Regions from separate parts of the Mus musculus genome. Here region 2 is linked to region 1. A link is a contact called in public Hi-C data. All regions are on one chromosome and are shown on one strand. Each heading gives the region's core, a stretch centred on a gene start, on an enhancer-like site or on the middle of the called end of the contact. The rest is flanking DNA. Distances are from core to core; before and after follow the strand shown.

Region 1 (7,001 bases), core at 3,329-5,828:
TCTTGAAAAATAAAAAACAAAAATAAAAATAAACTTACCCTAGGGCTTAGGGTTCACTCTAATCCTTTAGGCCCTGACTTTAAAATCCTTAATATGGGCTGGGTGTGCACACCTCTAATTCCAGCACTCGGGAGGCAGAGGCAAGAGAATCCCTGAGTTCAAGGCCAGCCTGGTTGACAGATTGAGTTCCAAGACAGCCAGAGCTATTACACAAAGAAACACTGTCTTGAAAAACAAAACAAAGAGAAAAAAGGTTTGTAACCTAAGTATATCTGCAAAGAGTTTTTTTGTCAAATAAGATTTTACCTTCAGCCGGGTGTGGTGGCGCATGCCTTTAATCCCAGCACTCGGGAGGCAGAGGCAGGCTGATTTCTGAGTTCGAGGCCAGCCTGGTCTACAAAGTGAGCTCCAGGACAGCCAGGGCTATACAGAGAAACCCTGTCTCGAAAAAACAAAAAAACAAAAAAAAAAAAAAAAGATTTTACCTTCACTGTTCAAGGTAACAAATCTTTTTTATTTGTTTGTTTTTTCGAGACAGGGTTTCTCTGTATAGCCCTGGCTGTCCTGATAACAAATCAGTTCAACCCACTGTAATGCTACCGCTGCTGCCACCACTACTGCCGCCACCACCATCACTACCACCATCATCACCATCATCACCATCACCACCATCATCACCAGGCAGGTAAAATAAAGATGGAGAAGCTGAGAAGTAGGAGCTCTAAGAGACACACATGGACTGTGTATGCTCCCTCAGTTTGCCGTGGCATATTATGACAGAACACTAGCAGTCTGAGATCCACAGAGATGACTCTCACCACCTGGTCCCTGGCCTACAAGTTGTTGGACTAGAATGGCTGGTCCTACATACCACTTGAGATGGGCCTCCCCCCAAAAACGAGAGGACAGAGAGAGAGGTGGGCAGAGTGGGGACCCGAGTCAGGTCGCCTTGTAGAAAACCGGTTCATACAACCTGTGACAGATGCAGGGCTGAACAGGACACTTCTGGAAATTTCCATAGACAGAGAGCAGGCCGGTGGTTGTCAGGGCTGGGATGTGGGGTTGGAGAGTGGTAGATAAAGGTGTTTTTCTTTCTTCTTTCTAGGGTGACAAGAATGTTCTATCCTGGACTGCAGTGGTGGTTGCCCAACTCTGTAGACGCACAAGAAACCCTCAGACCATGCACGAGGGATTGTGAACCGGATCACAACAAAACCACAAACAACAGGAAAGGCAATAAGCAGGCTCTTGGGTCTGTCCTCAGTTTGGGGGGTCCAGCAGCCACTTCCTGGCAGAGCTGGTGACTGGGGAGACCTGACACAATCCCATGCCGCCTCTTCCTTGGGGGTCATTTGCGATGCCTCCCATCCTGAGGAGAAACGGGACGGGGGACAAGGGACTCTTGGGAGAGGCATGAGGCAACCTCGGGGCAGCAGCTGCCAGTCACACAAGGCTAGAGACTCTGGAGGACAGGAGGTAGCAACTTAACTCCGGAGGATGAGAAAGGACCTGGGGCTGGGCACAGCTGGCCATGGCCTCTTGGTAGGTCTGTCCTCTGACTCCACAGTATCTCTTTGGGCGTTCAGATCGAAAAGACCATCCTGGCTGGGCTTGCTCACAGAGTCGGGAAGGGTCAGGAGGCCCTCGCCTAAGCAGACAGTCTCTCCATAACACCTGCTGATCTTAGGAGAGGGGTTAGGGTATGGAGGCTGGGAAGACTAGGGAGGAGGGTTCTATCTACTCAGCCATTGATGGGAAAGTTTTCCCTGCTGGGTAGAGATTTTCTGGTGTGGCCCTTTGAGAGGGTCGAGGGCAACAATCACTCCTGTAATCAATCAATCAATCAATCACCCATGCTCCGTAAGAAAGTCTGATAAAGCCATTGGTTCCCCCGAGTGAATGTTAGAGGAATTGTGCCTGGATTTGTTGTTAGGAGGAAGGGTGGGCATTGTTTATGTCCCCCCCCAAACCCCAGAATAGAATTTTACTGACACTGATTATAGACAGAACTATGCCCCCCCCCCCACAGTTGAGGTTCTAACCAAGTGGGATGGTATTCAAAGACAAGAAGAAGGAAACCGGGTTTACACAAGGTCCTAAGAAGAGATCAGGGCTGGAAAGATGGCTCAGCGGGTAAGAGCACCCGACTGCTCTTCCGAAGGTCCTGAGTTCAAATCCCAGCAACCACATGGTGGCTCACAACCACCCGTAATGAGATCTGACTCCCTCTTCTGGAGTGTCTGAAGACAGCGACAGTGCACTTACATATAATAAATAAATAAATCTTTAAAAAAAAAAAAAAAAAAAGAAGAGATCAGAGCCCTCACAGACAGCAAGTACTGGGGTGTAGCACAGCTGTGAAGTGCTAGGTTAGACCATCACACTTCATACCCTGGACATGATAGTGTACACCTGTAATCCCAGCACATGCGAAGTCCAGGCAGGAGGAGTACAAGGCCAGCCTGGGCTACATGAGACCCTGTCTGAAAACACCAGCAACAAACAGCTGCAGTGTTCAAAAGGTTGGTGCAGTTGATTCATGAGTTTGAGGCCAGCCTGGGCTACATAGTGAGAGCTAATCTCAAAACAAACAAAAAGAGAGCTGGGATATGACAGTGACAGAGCGGTCACCTAGCATGTACGGGACACGGCTTCCGTCTCCAGAGTGGCCCTTTCCTCCCCAGTCCCTTCTGGTCAGTGTTCATCCCAGTGAGAAAAGCACAAAATAGGTAGGACCTGGGCTCAGCTCACGAGGATCCCATGGACTGGACGGGTCATTCAGACACCAGTGGTCAGGGAGTGTGGGGGCTACATGGGTGCACAGCTGCTGTGGCAGGGGCGGGGGTGACAGTGAGTGCCATCCAGACTTTGCTCAGAGCTGGCGAGGACAGGTGTGTCCTTTCCTGAATACATGGGGTTGGTGGAGGTCACCAGGGTCCGTGCCTGTTCCTTGCTTGCACTGTTGATCCTGGGGCTCCTCCTTCCCAATGCTGTATCCCTCTCAGAATCCCAGGTGTGTGTCATATAAACAGGGGTATCCTTGGCCCTCATAACTCAAGGTCCAGGCCCTGGGGCCCGGCTTGTATGCTCCTAGGTGGCAATGGATGTCACAGGAGCTGAGGAGGCTTTTGTGTATCAGCCTCACTCGCTGTCTGTATGAATGCAGGTGCCTAGGCTCCCCTCCAGACCAGCCCAAGCAGCGGGCTGCAAAGGGCCCTAGGAGTCTGTCCTTAAGAAGGGTTTGGCGTGGTGGCACATGAATTTAATCCCAACAGTCCGGAGGCAGGTACATCTCTGAGTTCAAGGCCAGCCTGGTTTGCAGAGTGAGTTCCAGGACAGCCAGGGCTGCACAGGGAAAACATGTCCTAAAAGGTTTTGGAGGCTGGGAGTTCAGCGGGCAGAATGCTTGCCTAGTGTGCATGGAGCCCTGGGTTCCACCCCTAGGATCACATAAATGTGGCAGCGGTGGCTTAAGCCTGAAATCCTGCCACCCAGGAAGTGGAAGTCGGGGGTGGGGTGGGGTCAGAAGTTCAAGGTCATTCTCAGCTATATAGGGGGTACAGGGGGACACAGGTGGCACAGGGAGACATAGGGGTGAGTGCAAGCAACAAAGGAAGAGGAAAGCAGGCCTGGGGTCAGGAGTGGTACACTGCCTGGAATCCCAGCACCAGGAGGTCGATGCCACAGTATTGCTATGAGTTTGAGGCTAGCCTGGTCTACATAGACTGTTCCAGGCTAACCTGTTCTACAGAGTGAATTCCGTGTCAGCCAAGTGGCTGGGGAGAGCAGAGAATGGAGGGCATACCTATTCTTTAAGCCCTTGAGGACTGCATGGAGTTCAAGGCTAAGCTGAGCTCTGTAGTGAGTTCTAGGCCAGGCAGGGTCACACAACAAGACATTGTCTCAAAACCCCAAAGAGGAAAAGTGTTTCAGAGTTCTCTAGAGTGGTCACTCACCTCCCACCCCCGCAGCCGACACGCCCACCCAAAGTACCTACCCATGCACCCCTTCCTCCACCCTCTTCTCTCTGTCTGTACTTCAAGGCTGTAGGCTGGTGGCGCACGCCTTTAATCCCAGCACTGGGGAGGCAGAGGCAGGCGGATTTCTGAGTTCGAGGCCAACCTGGTCTACAAGTGAATTCCTGGACAGCCAGGGCTATACAGAGAAACCCTGTGTGGGGGGGGGGGGAAGCTGTAGGTTTCCATGCCCCCCCTTTCTGCCATCTGTAAGAGCCTCGAACTGTGGGTGGTCTGTGCTGCAGGCCTGGAACCGCCCCCCGCCCCCATCCTCTCTCCCCCTCCCCCGCAGACAGCCGCGAACTGGCAGCTTCTCTTCTTGGAGCCTCTACTCTTGCTGCTGCATTGATCCAGGTCTGCTGCTCAAAGGATTGAAAAGACAAAGGCGAGTCTACAGGCGTCTCCACACACGGGCCAGAAGCTGAGAGCCTTAAGACCCTGCCACACCGCCCAGGGGAGAAAGAGCTGGATTCCAGCTGCTTCCCACTTCCTCCCCAGGGTGAGCTAGGGCCCAGGGGAGCAGCTTCGCACCGCTAGAGGGAGCCCTTTGCAGCGCAGTGGCCCTCAGCAAAGGCCGGAGCTGTAGGCTGTGTTTCCTTCCACTTGGAAGCGTGGATGTGGAAGGAAGATGGCCCCAGATCTATACTCACTGCTGGGTGGTTTGGCTTTCTTTAGGTGGAGGTAAGTCAGTGCAGGAGGTAACCCCAGGAGAGCAAACGGAGGCCCACAGTGAGACCATGGAGGGGGTTGGGGAGCACCACCCAGGCCATTTATGTGGCTGGGCTACTCTACGTGTTGCGTATGAGTCATGAGAAATAACTCAGTAGTAAATAGAGATAATAATATACAGATAAAGAAATGGGGCCCCAGAGAATGACTAGACAGAACCAGACTTCAAACTTGGGTAACAGGGAGTTGGGTCTTGGGTACCACAGTGTCAAGAAACCCTGCCTCTTAGGAAGGGGCAGTTCCTCAGACTGTCAGGTCTAATGGGCCGGCCCTTCAGGGAGGACCTGGCAGGTCTGCCTTTAGAGTCCAACTCCGCCACCTGCCATGTGAGTGCCAGGTGGCCACAGGGCCTTTGTGTGTATTGTGTATTTACACATGGTGGCCACAGGGCCTTTGTGTGTATTATGAGTTTACACATAGTGGCCACTGGGCCTTTGTGTGTATTATGAGTTTACACATGGTGGCCTCAGAGCTTTTGTGCATGTGTATTGTGAGTTTACACATGGCTATACAGTACTTTCTTTGTGCTTTTTCTTTACTTCAGGATGGGTTTCTGGTACTGGTGACCCAAGAATGCATGAGCCCATGAACACAGACACGCCTCATGTCCCGTTTAATGTTCTATCAAATTCTTACTTTTTTTTTTTTAAGGGTCCCACTGTTTGCACAGTCCACTCAGCCACACACACACACAGCAGTCCCGTGTGCTTCTGTCTTTTTTGTTTGTTTGTTTTTCAAGACAGGGTTTCTCTGTGTAGCCCTGGCTGTCCTGGAACTCACTCTGTAGCCCAGCATGCCTCGAACTCAGAAATCCGCCTGCCTCTGCCTCCCAAGTGCTGGGATTAAAGGCGTGTGCCACCATGTCCAGCCTGTCTTTTTCTCAGGCCCTGTAGCATCAGGCACAACTGGCTGCCTTCAGGGAGGAAGAAGCACAGACTTGGAGGCCGAGGGGACTGGCATTGCCCCTAGCATCCCGCCTTAGCCCTAAGCTGCCCCTCAGCAGGGGCACACATGGTGGTCCTCGTTCAGCCCCTGGGCTGGCCGCTCCCCTTACTCCATTCACAGTCACAAGAGTGGGGTTCTCCTCTCAGCATGCTCTTCAGGCCAGTCAGCCCAGGGTCTGCTGAGCACAGGGCCTCTCAACTAGAAGGACTCCCTGCAACCGGGGCTTGAGGCCTCCTAGCTGGGCTTTGGCTCGAACATGGGCAGAAGGCTACAGGCCTCTGAGCAGAAGTGACCTCCATCCCCGCCCCATCACCAGCTCACCCTGGCAGTAGCTGATGCCACCATCAAAGGGATAGCTCGGGTGGCATCTTTTATCCTGGGCCCCTACCCAGGGTGAACGGCCTCTGGGGCAGAGAGTGTTCTGGGAACAGGCAGTGTCCCAGCCAGCAGGGAAACTGAAGCCAGAGCCTAGCTGTGGCCCCTCGAGGTCCACTTGGGTCCACTGAAGCGTCCCTCAGACGAGGGCGTCGAAGCCAGTGATGGGCGGCTGCAGAAGGTACATGGGCGTGAGCCTCCTGCCTGCAGGCTGGCCAGGCTGGGCCCCCTTATCTAACGCAGTCTGGAGACAGCACGCCCAGGACTGTGGTTTGTCCAGATGAACTTCAAAGGGTCATGACTGCAGCGGCTGCCAGCTCGGCTTCCCTTGCTCAGACTCCTCCCTAATCCTCACGTGCTCCTCCACCACACTTAAGGGATACCTCACCTGGAACTTACCCACTTCCTGATGAGGCTTCTTCCTCCCAACATGAGCCTGGCCTGACACCATCAGAGGAACCTTTGTCCTGTGACTACGAATGTCTACTCTTTTTTTTTTTTTTTTTTTTTTTTTTTAAGATTGACTCAACAACAATAACAAAAGCCAAGGCTTAGTGCCTGTTCTCCAGTAGCCAGCAAACTCTGAGCTCTGAGCAGGGCAGACCAGGATGAGTTCCAGGACAGGCAGGGCTACACAGACAAGCCCTGTCTCAAAAGATCCAAAACAAACAAACAAACAAACAAACAAACAAACCCCCTAAGATTTATTTTTATGTGTGTGCTCACAGAAACCAGAAGAAGGTATCTGATGCCCTGGAGCTGGAGTTACAGGCAGGTGGGAGAGAGCTGCCTGATGGGGGAGCTGGTCACTGACCCAGGTGCTCTGCAGGAGCAGCAAGTGCTCTTTTTTTTTTTAAAGATTTGTTTATTATTATATCTAAGTACAATGTAGCAGTCTTCAGATGCAGCAGAAGAGGGCTTCAGATCTCATTATGG
Region 2 (7,001 bases), core at 1,642-4,141, 170 kb after region 1:
TATGTAGGTCAGGCTGGCCTTGAACTCACAGATCACAGAGATCCACCTGCTTCTGCCTCCTGAGCGCCAGAATTAAGGTGTGCACCACCACACCCAGTTTCTCTATCCCCTAGTTCTTGTGTTTTAGGGAATGGGTTTCATAAGAGGGTAAGGATCCTGCCTGAGGGCGTTCAGACAGACACTTGGCTGGCTTCCTATTGCTAGCACTGGTGATGTTGGCTGCTACCCCCAGGTGTTCACCATGGCTCCAGGCCTTGCTGGGGAACAGGAGTGTGTGAGTGGCAGGCCTCCGGGAGGCAGGTGATGTGTGCGTGCGTGCGTGCGTGTGTGTGTGTGTGTGTGTGTGTGTGTGTGTTACCGACTAGTGCTGGTGACGTGCCTGCGATTTGCCGCTGCCCGCGTTCCCAATGACGAAGACCGAGTGTCGGACTTGAAGCAGCTCTTCCAGCTGGACGACTTTCAGCACAAAGCTGTCTTCTGCCTGAAGCTTGAGCTCCACGATGCTCTGTTTGATGATCTGGGAGACACAGTAGTGGCAGGGTTAAGAGGGCACGGGAAGGCAACCTTTTCTGTGGCTGAGCTGCCAAGCTGTGCCCCTAATCTCACCCAGAACTCACACGGCCCTGGAACCCCGACTCCAGATCTCTGTGGCCATCAGTTCTGAAGCCTGGGGCTGGCTGGGGAGCAGGAAGCAACTTTCTTCCCCCCTGCCCCCGATTCTTGCAGCACTCAAGGGCAAGTTTCTCAGGATGGATACGGAGGTGTACGTCGGGGAGGGGAGAGAATTACCTTCTCAAAATTCAGGTCTCGCTTCCGGGGCACGTCCAGAGCTGGGAAGAGGTCGCCGATCAGCCCCATGAACACGGGCAGGTCATCAGTCACGATCTTGGGGATGTTGAAGTCTCTCAGGGCCCTCATGAGCACCTGGTCCTCTGCCCGGGTGGGGTCTCCCCTCTTCAAGGAGCCGGCTACCACCAGCACAGACTTGATGGCCCGAAGGCCCCAGTCATAATGGTCCTGCGGGGAGTGGGAACTCGGATGTGAACTTGTCGTCTGACTGTGGTCATCTGGCACTGTCAGGCTCAGAGTTCATCTCGGGGCTAGGGAGGGGCAGAGACATAAGTATGGATCACCACCCCCCGCCCCCCCCCCGCCCCCAGCCGAGGTTGGACCAAGAGCCCTAGGGGCTGGGAGAACACACCACACCTGCTTAGAGAGCAGCTCTTTGCACAGGGTGTAGAGGGTGATGAACTTCCGGGCCAGGAGGCGAGCATCCAGGAAGCCCTCGGCCACAAGCATGATCTCACAAATCAACTCGAAGTCAGGGACCACCATGGCACAGGGCCTGAGAGGTGACCGAGCAGCTGTCTCTCCCGCTTTCACCTCCCTGGCTCCTCATCAGCCAGCCGCCCCTCTTCCCCTGGGCCACGTGTCCCTGCCAGTCAACCTTCAGGGTACATGAAGCCGGGTTCCAGCCTCCCCCATCCATCCACACACCCAGCTCAGGAAGCTCCAGGCCCCACGCCTGCTCCGACTCCTCTGAGACTCCTTAAGCAGAATAGCCAGTGTCTCGGCTGTGGACCGCGCCCCCCTCCCCCACTTGGGGAGCCCCAGGACCTGCCTGCTGTCCTGTTACCCCTACTCCATCTTGGGAGCTGCTAGCCTTGGGGTCTTCCACCTCCTCCACTAACTCCTCAGCCTGGGACACTGCCGGATCCCTCCTCTGTCACCTGAATAGGGCCTTCAAGTTCTCCGGCAGCTCCGTGCGCCCTGCGTAGCCAGGATTCATGGTGATAAAGATGCCCACGGTGGGGACAAGGCTTATTATCTCTCCCAGGAAGTTAAACTTCTTTTTCTTGGCCCGAATTGCATCTTGGACACACTTTACCTAGACAGTTGGTACACACACACACATTAAAATGTAACCATTTGTGTGTGCAAATGTGTGCACATATGTGTGGGTATGAACATATGCGAAATCCAGACAGCAACAGTGTCTTCCTCTATTGCTCTACACTTTTTTGAGACAGGGTCTCTCGTTGAATTCGGAACTCACCAACTGACTGGCTGGTCAGAGCGCCCCAGGGATCCTTCTGTCTCCCCCTCCACGGTGCTGGAATTACACATCTGGCATCTGGCTTTGTGTTTTGAAACAGGCCCTCACTATGTAGTCCTGGCTGGTCTTGAGTTCACAGAGACTCATCTGCCCCTGCCTTCTGAGTTCTGGGATTAAAGACCTGGCAGCATCTGGCTCCCCCCCCCTTAAGGAAAAGATTTATGTGTGTGCTTGTGTCTGTATGCCCGTGTGTTTGGCTGCCTGATGAGGCCACAGAGGCTGCGGAATCCCCTGGAGCTGGGAGCCACCTGGCATGGGTGTCAGGAAGCAAACTCAGGTCCTCAGAAAGAAACTGGTGCCCTTAACCCCAAAGCCATCTCTCCAGTGCCCACATCTGGCTTTTTATTTGGGTTTTAGGAGCTGAGCTCAGGCCGGTGGGTTTGTGTGGTAAGCATTTTATTGGCTGGGTTGTCGGCCCACCCCCAAGCCCCCGCGCCAGTTACAGAGTGTGGTGGCTGTGAATTAGCAGTGGCCTTCACTCTGTCATTGCCCTTGACTTCTGCCCTCCACCGCTGTGATCTTGTTGTTCGTGGTGTTATACAGCCGACCTCAGCTGGGCTTTTGTCTCAGGAGTGTCCTCTGGCCGTGACCCTGGCTAAATTCTGTCAACTCTCTGACAAGAACCCATAAGAGTCCTATTAGTAGCCACTCTGCATCCAAGAGTCTCTGGGGCCATCTCCTGCTTACCAGGACGGAGAAATCTGGTCTCTGCTTGGGATTTTAGAGGAACCAAAGGAAGGTAGCGGCAAACTGTAAGATCACCACTGGGGGGCGCTCCAGGCTCGTGACTGAAATCTCTCAGCCATGGGATTTTTTTTTTCCCCCTAGCCCAAATCTTGCTCGCCTGGACTTGGTAGGTGACTCTGGGTGATGCTGGGTTTTCCGCCCAGTCTCTAGCCCACAGGGCTCACACCTGGGCAGGACTAGAGGGCAAGAATTTGGGAGCATCTCCTGCTGCTAGGACCTTCCTAGCATTTTGGTCCCTGTTCTTTTGTGTCCACAAATATTCAGATCATCAAACAGGTGCCGTGGAACATCCTAGGGTTCGTCCCATGACTTGGGAGTGAATACTGAGTCAGAGAGTCAGAGGTGTGTGACTGACCCTGGGAGGATAGGGTGGAGGCGTGGCTATCACCTTGGCAAACTCAGTTGGCCCTTCTCAGATTGGGGAGTGGGAGGGGGGCTGATGAGAGCTCTAGAGGTGAGGTTTCCCCAGCCTGTGGGTCCTCTCACCCCTGTATCTCCTCACCACCTGGGTGTTCAGGAGCCCTGCCCTCACCCCCACCCCTACTGGTTTTTCCTACTGAAATTCTAGCAAGAGTAGCAGCTGTTTCTGCTACAATGTTGCTTCCGCTACAATGTACTGACTTAGCTCTGGGTGAACAGGTCGGTAAGGGACAGCAGATTGAGAACTGGTCACCTCAACCTTTCTTAGACTCTCTTTGGTGGTCACTTCTATGCTAGGAACATCACTGCGCACTAGTGCTTAGGTGTGTGTACCCAGCACCCTTCCTGTGTAGCCTTGGAACTCTTGCTAACACTCCCCTGACCCGTACCATCTTCCTTTCCCCATTATCCATCATTCCTTTTTTTTACTGTCTGGGTTTGGGGCAAGCGGCTAGGCCTGGTTCGTGAGGACCTCCAAAGTCGGGCCTTGGCCTAGGGCTCTGCAGGTGGGGTCTCAAGCTGATCTGAGATTGGAGGCCAGCCTTGGAGGACCTCAGAGCCCGTTGTCTATCCAGTCTGTCGGGCACCAGGACTGCTGGGGCTCCTGTTTGAAACACAGAGCCCTGCGGGTGAGTTTAAAAGCTTGGGGTGTTGACATGGCCCCCACCCTGTACCCCCTTTGCCTTGGATTCCCCATTGCTGTTCTGTGCCGGGTTAGGGAATTCCCTGGACACACAACCACTCCTTCCCCATCCGCTCTGGCTGGTTAGTTTATACTGAGATACTGCCGTGTTCTTCAAAGCCCAGAGTGCTTCATTCTCTTCTGTCAAGTTCACCTGACTGGCCTGAGGCCACCTCTGCACAGAGCTCCAGCTTGGGGAAGGGTTTCTCCCTACATGGATTATCTAGTGAACGCCAACCGATGCATGGAGATATTGTAACTTAGTTCTTGAAGCCCACAGCTGAGTTCCAGCCGGTTGCAGGCAGCCAACTGTTCAAACCATGTTCAGATAAGGCAGAGCAGCTGTGATCAATCCAGCTGTCTGTATTCTGCACTTCCTTTCCTTGAGACTATAAATACAGCCTGCTGGGGGGTGGGTGGGGGTGGGTGTGGGTGTGGGGGTGTGGGGGTGTGGGTGTGTGGGTGTGGGTGTGGGTGTGTGTGTGTGTGGGTGGCAGGCAGAGGGAGGGTCGTTGGACATTCTGTACCATTTTGGTCTAGTTTGCTGCCAAACAGTACAATCTCAAAGCCAACTAAGGGTTATCAAATATTCTCTCTCTCCCCTTCTCTGTCTTACAAAACAAAGTCTTAATCTATAGTCCTGACTAACCTAGAGGTTGTTCTATAGACCAGGCTGGCCTTGAACTTGTGGCAATCCTCCTGGGTTCATATCACAAAGTGGCAGGAGTTATAGGCATGAGCTACCACACCCAAAGTAGCTCTCTACGTTAGCATCCCCAGGCCGAATCAGTTATACCTCCCTGTATGGGACCCTTACTGTCCCCTCTGTGTGTAAGGGCCCCTGGGAGCCAGGGCAGGGCATCTGAGGCCTCACTGTGTCACCTCCCTGCCCAGTGCTTGGCTGTTGGGGTGGTCAGACAGGAGGGTCTCTGGTGACTGAGATGCCAGGAAAACTGGGCACAACTCCGGGTCCCCCACTGACCCAGAGACTAAGCAGAAGGGCCCTACCTGTACAGCAATCACAGACAAGACCTCCACCGAGATCCGGTTAAACTCATCAAAGCAACCCCAGGCTCCCGTCTGTGCCAGGCCCTTGTAGATGTTTCCACAGGACTACAAAGGGAAAGTCAGATCAGAGAGAGGGAGTGGCCCCCAGAGGCCTGCAGGAAGCAGGTGTCTGGAGACAGCGCCCTTGTACACCTGACCCGCAGGGTCCCAGCGTTTTTTCTAAGCGAACATCAAGTTAAGAAATCCCCCAATCCCTACCCCTGTCTTCTCATTTTATGCACATGGAGGAAGGGATCCTCTGAGGTGGGCTGGGGCTCCAGGAAGATCTTTTCGTGTGACTATGCCATTTTGTCCCCTGCAGGGTCAGCAACACACCCATGGAGTTCACACAGAAGTCCTTCTAGGATCAATAGACTTCACTTTTCTAGGGCCCCTGAGGGGGACACGCTGGTATGACCTTCAGTCAGCAGGGGTCTTGGCCACTGTCCTCAGTCTCAGGATGGGACCACTAGGCTGTGGGGCTCGTCCAACGGGAGGGCGCCCCAACTCCTCCCTTTTATGCTGGGACTGTTACTGTCAGAGTCCCTCCCCTCCTGTTTAGTCCTCTGAGAAGACATGACCCTGCAGCTGATGGACCTGTCCTTGTCCCCTTCAGAGTTCACCCGGTGGCCACTACTTTCACCCTAACCCCACACTGAACGCCAATCAGGTACTCCTACCTGTGTGTGTGTCTCTATTCATAGGGGACAGTCATGGAACTGCCGGGACCTCTACCTCCACAAGTGCTAGTGGGTACTCTGGGTGTACATGCTCTTGGGTGGGGACCCGCAGCCCTGGCCACATACCTTGTAGTCCATCTGCTCTGAGCAGTTGAAGACATACACCATGGTGCCCAGGGCTCTGCCCAGGTCCTTGGTTGTCTCCGTCTTGCCCGTGCCAGCAGGGCCTGCAGGGGCTCCGCCCATGATCAGGTGGAGGGACTGCGTGAGCGTGATGTAGCACCTACAGAGGACCTTGATTGACCTGGGGCACTGTGACCCTGTGACCCACACCCCACTGTGCTCTGCTCGGCTTACTGTGGGGCCGCTGTACTCACTTGGGCCCAGAGACCAAAGTCAGAGCTGGTGTGTATGTGTGCATGTGTGTGTGTGGGTGGGGGGGGGTGGTCACTGTGCTGAGGGACAGGGGTGGGTGCAAGACATGGCCCTCCTGTGGGTTTGGGGGACGGACTCTGGGGACTCGTCAGACACATGCTGAGGGTGTCTTGGGCAGCCTCTGGGCTGAGTGGTTTTATTATCTTGTAATTGATTCAGTCCCTGCACACTCATGAGGGCTCCTGTAGCTCTCTCCCTGTTCTGCAGACCTCAGGGAGGTGAAGCCACTCCTTGGGGACACAGCCAGTGAAGGACCAAGAGCTCAGCCTAAAGCAGGGCTCCTGCCTGGCCCCCAAGACCTGAAGTCTGCATGTAGATCTGTGACCTGGCCCCAAGTTATTTCTGATTGGTAAATAAAGATGCCAACAGCCAATAGCTGGGTAGAAGAGACATAGGTGGGGTTTAGGTTTTCCAGGTTTGGGGGTCAGAGTAGATGAATAGGAGGAGGAGGAGGGAGGGAGAGGGAGGGGGAGGGAGGAGGAGGAAGAGGAGGAGGAGGCGGCAGCGGCTGAGGCCACTATGGGTTAGGTGAACCATAAAAAAGGTGGCCCTGAGGGCTGACCAATTGGAGTTAAGAACAGCCCAGATGAAACATTACTATGTAACAACTCAGGGTTATCCATAGGAAAGTAGATTCTAACAGCATAGAGGGTAGGTATCTGCCCAGCTCTTGTGCTGTTTAAGGCTTATTGTAAATATAAAGGTCGGTCATATGTGTCTTTTATCCGGGAACTAAATGGTCAAAAGCAGGGTAGAAACTCCAGGTCAGGATTACAAACTTCTACAACACAGGACCTCCCCACCAAATGAACGTGGGCTTTTCTAGCTGCAGAGCCAGGGTGGGGGGTGGAGTGGGAGGGGGGTCTGTGGGGGA

Evidence for each region. A called contact is a pair of places that touch in the nucleus more often than the background predicts.
Region 2: a contact with region 1 is called in a Hi-C map of bone marrow-derived macrophages, with 36 read pairs. The contact joins two enhancer-like sites. A contact is called at or near these places in 3 of 15 datasets of contacts at CTCF or cohesin (embryonic stem cells and large pre-B cells), 34 of 484 Hi-C or Micro-C datasets (the AML12 cell line, the AtT-20 cell line, B cells and 19 more), 4 of 115 datasets of contacts at active chromatin or transcription factors (embryonic stem cells and pancreatic cancer cells) and 3 of 9 other capture datasets (adipose tissue, liver and pancreatic islet).

Annotation. Positions count from the first base shown.
Region 1 is chr11:117,908,338-117,915,338 of GRCm38.p6, forward strand. Gm11725 (a long non-coding RNA gene) reads left to right here. Exons shown (of 3, transcript XR_001780380.2): 3 at 1,106-2,172. Among named protein-coding and RNA genes, the nearest start is that of Tha1, 38 kb to the left of the region's middle. Within about 2 kb of position 4,579, at least 63 of the 459 cell types and tissues checked have an H3K27ac peak or open chromatin away from gene starts, as enhancers often do. A contact at or near this core is called in bone marrow-derived macrophages, where this site is marked.
Region 2 is chr11:118,081,095-118,088,095 of GRCm38.p6, forward strand. Dnah17 (dynein, axonemal, heavy chain 17) reads right to left here. Exons shown (of 81, transcript NM_001167746.1): 36 at 5,819-5,975; 37 at 4,974-5,078; 38 at 1,731-1,888; 39 at 1,207-1,345; 40 at 790-1,017; 41 at 380-517. Among named protein-coding and RNA genes, the nearest start is that of Dnah17, 45 kb to the right of the region's middle. Within about 2 kb of position 2,892, at least 5 of the 459 cell types and tissues checked have an H3K27ac peak or open chromatin away from gene starts, as enhancers often do. A contact at or near this core is called in bone marrow-derived macrophages, where this site is marked.